Linked DNA regions of Arachis hypogaea: region 2 is linked to region 1. The links are chromatin contacts, called in public Hi-C maps. All regions are on one chromosome and are shown on one strand. The core of a region is the stretch at or near the end of the contact, and the rest is flanking DNA. Distances in the headings are between cores, read along the strand shown.

Region 1 (3,729 bases), core at 721-3,220:
CAATATTGAAATCGAACACATCCAAGTGAGACCTAATTGAGAATAAATACATTCAAGTGAGAATAATTGAAAAATACAATTTGATTTATTAGTATAATTGACGGCAGAATAATATTGAATCACTTTTATAAACGTTAGGAATACAAATAGGACGATTTAAACGTTAGGAACACAAATAAAATTTACCCAAATATTAAGAACAAAAATAATACTTTACTCTAATAGAAAATTATGCAAAACAAAATAATAGAACCCATCTAATTGTCAAAGTAAAATTCTGAACTTATTTTGAATCAACTATTGTTACATAATTATCATCCACACATACCTGAAATCCAATTTAGCTTAACTGAAATCTATCTAAACAATAAATCCTAACCTAATTCACCCATCTAGCTCTAAGCCCAGACTTAAAGTACCAAAATTTTCGATAAATCCTAAACCAAATTAGCATACTTCAGCCAAACTCCAACATATTGTTCAACTAAAATTTAAGGAAATTACACACGGTTGCCTTATTTTAAAATATTTCTGCAACAATAAATAACAAAGCCAACCCACTCAACGAACCCTAATGTAGCAATGACCTTCAATTTAGCTTTCACTCTGAAACATTCGTTCTTGACTTCAAAGATGAAATATTTCTCCTCATTCTTAGAATTTTTTAATGTTCCATGTCTATCTCTAAATCTGTTCAACAAAAAAAATTGCATTTTTGTGGAATCTAAATAAATCCACCATTATCACTTTTTAACTCGCTATACAAACAGTTCAATTGAAAAAAAAAATATACTTTAAAATAGACGCCGTCTCAGAATCTATGACCAAGATTCTTTTTTGTTCTTGAAGTTCGCAAAATTAACCTCTCACCATGGAAGCAAAATAGCACCATGCTATGCGCAGAAGATTAACTTCGAAAAAAGGTTGAGGTTTGAGAAGCCATGCAATTCCAATCCTACTTCCTCTTTTTCAGTGATTAACGATGATGGTGTCTTTTTTGGGGGTGTCTTTTCCTCAATTGAACCCTGCACATAATTTTATCTTTGAGAAAAGGACAAATAAGTCCTTGATTTTTTGGTCGGCAGACATTTATATCTTTGAGGACTTAAAAATACATTTAAGTTTCTAATTTTCTCAAAATCTGGTCATATCGATCCCTGAATCTAATTTGTCCCAATTTAAAAACTCTCATACGTGTGCATCCATATATCGACCAGGCTAGTATAACGGAAGTCATGTTTGATTTTTTCGTTGAGTCTGCCAGACCAAAGTGAACAGAAAGATCGATATGTCCAAATTTTAAGAAAGTCGGGAACTTAAATATATTTTCAAATTGTTGAGAATTTAAATGTCTGCAGACACAAAAATCAAAGATCTATTTTATCCTTTAATTTTCTCTTTTCCTTTTGTATTCATTATTTATTTATAAGATTTTTTTAAATTATTTGATAACTACTAATAATAAATATAAGAATATTTTTGTTTGTAAAAAATTAAAAAGAGAATTTTAATATTAAATAAAATGTTAAAAACAATTTTTAATAAAAAATAAGATTAAAAATAAATTTGATATTGATCCTAATGTTTAAGGATTAGAATAGTATCCATCCCTAAATTTTATACAGTATCCTCCGAATGAGAGGAAAGAACATAGTAACACAAAACAACCTTTATGTAACATAAAAGCATGGGAATTATATCAGAGTTTAGTGGATAGCTTGCTGGTGGCACGAACCCCAACACCATATGTGGATGCAAATGGCTTAACCTTCGTCCCAAAACAGACTACAGGAATCATTACGCTAGCTACTTTCTTTTTGAAAAAATATATATATAATAGAGTGTTATCCGGTTAAATAAACTTCGAATTTCATTAAAATAATAAAAAAGAGAATCCTCCTCATTCCTTATATATTTTAATATGTTATCCATAAAAATTGTGTGTATGACAAGACATGCAGCCACATGCACATGCAACACATGGTGTGTTGTATGTTGCTTGATGCTTCCATTGCATTGCAATTTGCATGCATGAACATATATATGTAATTTGGAAATGTTTCGGGATCAAAGTTTAGAAGCTCCTTTTTTTTGTATTTATTAGGTATTGTTTGAATAAATATATAATATTAGATGTAATAAATGTATCATTATAAGTGTTACATACAAAATTATAAATATTAAATTAAATAAAAAAACTTTGACTTACTAGTTTTTTAGCATTACTTTATCAATTAATTACTGTATAAAGGAAAAATAATATTCATTTAGATACTAATTAGATAATATAAACTATTAAAAATATACTCGAATAATTTTGTTGTTGATAAAAATATTACTGAATTTTGTTATCAACAAAAATATCTTCAAATAATTTAAAAACGTAACAAAAATATTTAAAAAAAATTATTGTTTTATAAGTGACAAATAATCTTTGTATTTGACAAACTTCTTGTGCATTTGGTCTAGGAATGACAATACCACCCGAACCTGTGGGTACTCATCCCTCCCCTACCCGCACCGGGAAGGGTTTTTAGCAGGGCGGGTTCTTGGGAGGGACGGGACGGGTCGGGTTTAGGTAATACCCGCCCCGCTATATATGTAATATATATAATTTTAATATATAATATGTATAATATATATAAAATAATTAGTCAATAATTAATAATATTGTATTATATTTAAATTTTTATTTTAATTTATGTTATGTATGTGACGATGGTTATATAAATTTTGAAATTTAATTTTATTTATTGGATTTTAATAATTATAGGGGCGGGCGGGTTAGGGTTCAACGTTTTACTACCCGCGGATAGAAGCGGGGCGGGTTCTATGCGGGTTATTGTACGGCGGGGCAGAGTCGAATAGAGTAAAAATCTGCCCCTACTCGCCCCGTTGCCACCCCTAATTTGGTCCAAAATTTTATAAAAATATTTAGATAATTATTTAAAAAATATACATAGATAAAAATTTGTTCTCTATATTTTTTTAAAAAAATATTATTAGTTGTTGACATAAAAATCACAAAAAAATTATATACTTAGCAAAAAATTATCAAATTTCAAGTATAAAAATATCTTATTTTTCTAATTATGTTTGCAAAAAATAGAATCAAAATTTAAATTTTAAAGTATTTTTTTAGAATACATATTTAATTTTAGATATTTTTGTCGCGTTTTTAAATTATTTAAAAATATTTTTGTCGATAACAAAATTTGAGTACATTTTTATCAATAACAAAATTATTCGAATATATTTTTTATAATTTACCCAATTAAATATATAACAAAAACTCACATACAATTATTTTTATATAAAATTAATAACTAAAAATTATTAAATAATTTAATATATTAAACTAGATTATAATATAATAATTCTCAACCATTAACTTCTTATAAAATTACACGTGAATCGTAACCTAAATATTATATGATATTAATAATATTATTCGTTTAATCGCAATATTAAAACAAAGAATCATCATCATTAGAAAATGGAGATTCTCATACTTATTTGATAATATTACCCATCTTTTCTATAAATTTATATAAATATATAATACAAAAAAAATCATATATAAAATGTTAAGAGACCAATGTTTTTTTAAATATTATTAACTAATATTTGATTTTTATACTATTAAAATTTAAAAAATTTAGAATTTATTAATCTTTAATATTTAGTGTTAACTAAATAAACTAAATATAAATTTTATTAATCATATAA
Region 2 (3,653 bases), core at 650-3,149, 56 kb after region 1:
AGTTTCTAAAATAAAGGAAATTTTGTCTTTGCGTCTCATGAGAAATTTCTTGACACCGAGTTATAGAGAATTTATTAGATTATGTGTCAACAATATCAGCTTTCTTATTATTGAGTTGTTATCTTTTGAGTCTGTACCTGTTAGTCTTTGTGTATGAATTTCTTCAAATTAAATAATAGCCTTCTATATCCTGTCTCTGGACTCTGGAGCTTTATATAGTCTCTTGGTCTATAAAAGAGTAAATTCAGATGAATTCATGAATCAGATTATAAGAATATAAAGTGACTCTTTCAGGAATGAAACAAGAGAACAACAATGGTGCTTTGCTGAGATGTTTGGCAAACTACTATGCCTAACAGATATCTTGTTTCCATAAATTGTGTTTTCATGTGTTGGAATTTGGAAGTCCAAATCAATAAATATTAAATAATAATGAAAATGCGTGCATAAGAATTCTAACTCACAAGATTTGTATATTTGACTGAGATACAATTTGGGTTACTTTTGCTTTGACTTTCCTTCATATCCATATGCTAAATGCCCGTTCATTCTCTCGGAAGAAAGCAAACTGGGCATAGAAGTTCGCAAATGATAAGAATAATTATTTTTTTGGACAGAGTATGAATTGAATAATCATAAATATTGTGTAAATTTTAAACAAATTAGTGTAGGGTTTTGTGTTTTTCTTTTCTTTTAACTATTTGGCCATCCATAATAATGACAGCATTATTTTAGTTTTTGGTCTTGGTCCATGATGACAGTTGTTTTTTTTTCATGATAACGACACAGAGCTAATACACTATTTTAAGGCTAATTGGGTCCATTCCAAAAAAAAAGGAAAATTGGGTTAGAGAGATTTTGGCTTAGTCGGTGCCTAGCATTCTGATCCAGCCCACTTCTGAATGATCGTCACTTGCTCTAGTCATCCATCTTTAAGACAAAAAAAAAAAAAAGAAGAAGAGTAACCGATGTTGAAAAGTTATTGTGTGCAAAATGTTAGTTGGTGTAGTAATTGTATGATTAGAAGATAGATCTAATTTAACTTGAATATACAGACAAGGATAATTAATCACTATTGTCATCCAGTCATGCTCACGATCTAATTAGAGATTTATTTGTTTTAATAAAAAGGGAAAGTATGAGGAGCCAATGAAATATTTATACAATGTGTACAATGGAGGTTTATGGAATATTAGAGATATAATTATTAGTGTTACATTTTTTCATCAGCTGAATCTTTTGGGATGAGTGGTATCATGACATGGTATTAAAGCGCTAGATCTGAAAGGTTAAGAGTTCGATCCTTGGTGAACCCAAAAATTAAACTAATTTTTCGAGAAGATGTACTTGGATGGTTATTCTAAATAGTATAGGAGATGTTCATTTCATAACTTAATAGCCATTGTACACATTGTACAAATAGTCCATTGTCTCCCCAGTGGATCCTAATAAAAAATATAAATTCTGTTTTTCAACCAACAAGAAAAAAAAAAAGAAAGGAAGAAAGAATAAAGTTAACTTAAATAATCATAAAAAACCTTTGATTTTGATTTGCTGCCATGTAAAATAATTTATGCTATGAAACTTTTATGTGCCCTGACGGTACCTTAGTGAAAAAATATAAAAATTAATTTTAAGTGTTTAAAATTAACACTTTTATAAATTTAAAATTTAGAATAAAAAAAAATTAACTAATTGGCTTGGCAAAATAAATGATGGAGAACAAGAGTATTAATTTGCTCTAGAACATAAAAGAAATTCTCATGATTACATATTTACTTGCTTAACTACGATTAATTAGTCATTGCAACCAGCAAAAAGTAGAAGAAAACAAGTTGCTAGTAAAAAATAGTTGTGTTATATATATATAGGAAAAAAGGCAAATCCTGAATTGAGATCAACTGAGATAACAGTGAAGGGGTTTATTAGCGTTGTTGTTATCGGCGTGGTCTTTGCTACTTGTTCTTCTTCTTCGCTCAATCGGAGCAGTTTTCCAGAAGGTTTCATCTTTGCCACATCCGCATCTGCATATCAGGTATGTATGTATCTATCCATCTCAATTATTTGAATTCAACTTCATTCAATTAATAATTATTACATTCGATGCGCAGTACGAAGGTGCAGCAAATGAAGGTGGAAGAGGTCCAAGTATATGGGATACCTTCACTCACAAATATCCAGGTTTTTTTTTACTTTCTTTCAATAATTATTTTATTTTCTTCAACAAAATTTATATAGATATTGATTAGACATTGTTTTGTTCAATGTTGATTAGAGAAAATAATGGACAGAAGCAATGCGGATGTTCTCATTGACCAATATCACCGCTACAAGGTATGCATATATGCATTTATCCATATTCGAATTTCAGCTTGTGTACGTAACAATTCAATGGTTAATATACTTTTAAATAGAGTTTAGATCTAGACGAATTATTAGTTATTGTTAATCTGTTGAATTGAAAAATACTATAGGAAGAAAGAATTTTACTTCATGTAGTAATTTTTATATAAATGCAATTATTAACTATAAGTATCATGTAAGTGCACTTAAATGTAAAATGAGTTGATTTGATTTGTCATATTGTAGGAGGATGTTGGGATCATGAAATATATTAATTTGGATGCATACAGATTCTCTATCTCTTGGTCTAGAATACTCCCAAGTAAGTTGAATAATAATGTTGATCAATTCTTATCCAAACTTAACTTTACATGTAGGTCCATATTAACTCACCTTAATCAATTCTTATCCACAGAAGGAACGCTTAGTGGAGGTATAAACCAAGAAGGAATCAAATATTACAACAACCTCATCAATGAGCTGCTGGCTAATGGTTAGAGTTTGCATCTTAATTTCTCATGCTGTTTATGGTGGTAACGGTATATAGTTGATAATTGTTTCGGGATGACTAATTTTACAGGTATACAACCATTTGTTACCCTCTTTCATTGGGACCTTCCTCAAGCCTTAGAAGATGATTATGGAGGTTTTTTAAGCCCTCGCATAGTGTAAGCTAGTTTCCATATGTTAAAATATCTATTAATTATTAGTATATTTTTTATTAATTTAAATTTTTAAAAGAAATAATTTCATAATATCATACTTTCTATGAATTAAAGATTTAAAATTGATCTTTTGTTATCATTCATAAGCTGCCCACTTATATTAATTTATTTAATTATGCTACATGTATATCAAAATCAACTACTAAAATCAGCCATCAATCTAAAATATATGTTAAAATATAAATACACATTGAAAATAAATTAAACCATACATGTATTTATATACAAATATATTAATAACGGATTTTAGTATCTGATTTTGACGCACAAATTACATTTTGTAATTCATTAAACTTTTAAAAGGAATGATTTTGTGACATATTAAATTAAAAAAAATATAGGAAAGCTTGTTGTTTCAATTTTCCTAAGAAATTAATAATTATTTTATTATGATGAATTGGTAGTGATGATTTCCAAGATTATGCGGATCTTTGTTTTAAGGAGTTTGGAGATAGAGTAAAACATTGGATTACTCTGAACGAACCATCGACTTTCAGCACCGCTGGCTATGTAATAGGGATGTTTCCGCCGGGACGTTGTTCCGATTGGCAAAAGCTAAACTGCACCGGTGGTGATTCTGGAATT

Evidence for each region. Hi-C and Micro-C count contacts between places; a contact is called where the count stands out from the background.
Region 2: a Hi-C map of leaf shows a contact between it and region 1, with 1.9 times the contacts expected there. The contact joins the promoter of LOC112706618 here to the enhancer-like site in region 1. A contact is called at or near these places in 2 of 8 Hi-C or Micro-C datasets (leaf and an unstated tissue).

The regions. Positions count from the first base shown.
Region 1 is chr8:26,197,596-26,201,324 of arahy.Tifrunner.gnm2.J5K5, forward strand. No RefSeq gene overlaps it. Among protein-coding and RNA genes, the nearest start is that of LOC112708363, 4.1 kb to the left of the region's middle. Within about 2 kb of position 1,971, at least 2 of the 3 cell types and tissues checked have open chromatin away from gene starts, as enhancers often do.
Region 2 is chr8:26,253,456-26,257,108 of arahy.Tifrunner.gnm2.J5K5, forward strand. It overlaps LOC112706618 (beta-glucosidase 12), which reads left to right and starts at 1,900. Exons shown (of 13, transcript XM_025758011.3): 1 at 1,900-2,035; 2 at 2,112-2,181; 3 at 2,276-2,334; 4 at 2,590-2,665; 5 at 2,759-2,836; 6 at 2,924-3,011; 7 at 3,473-3,653. The coding sequence starts at 2,284.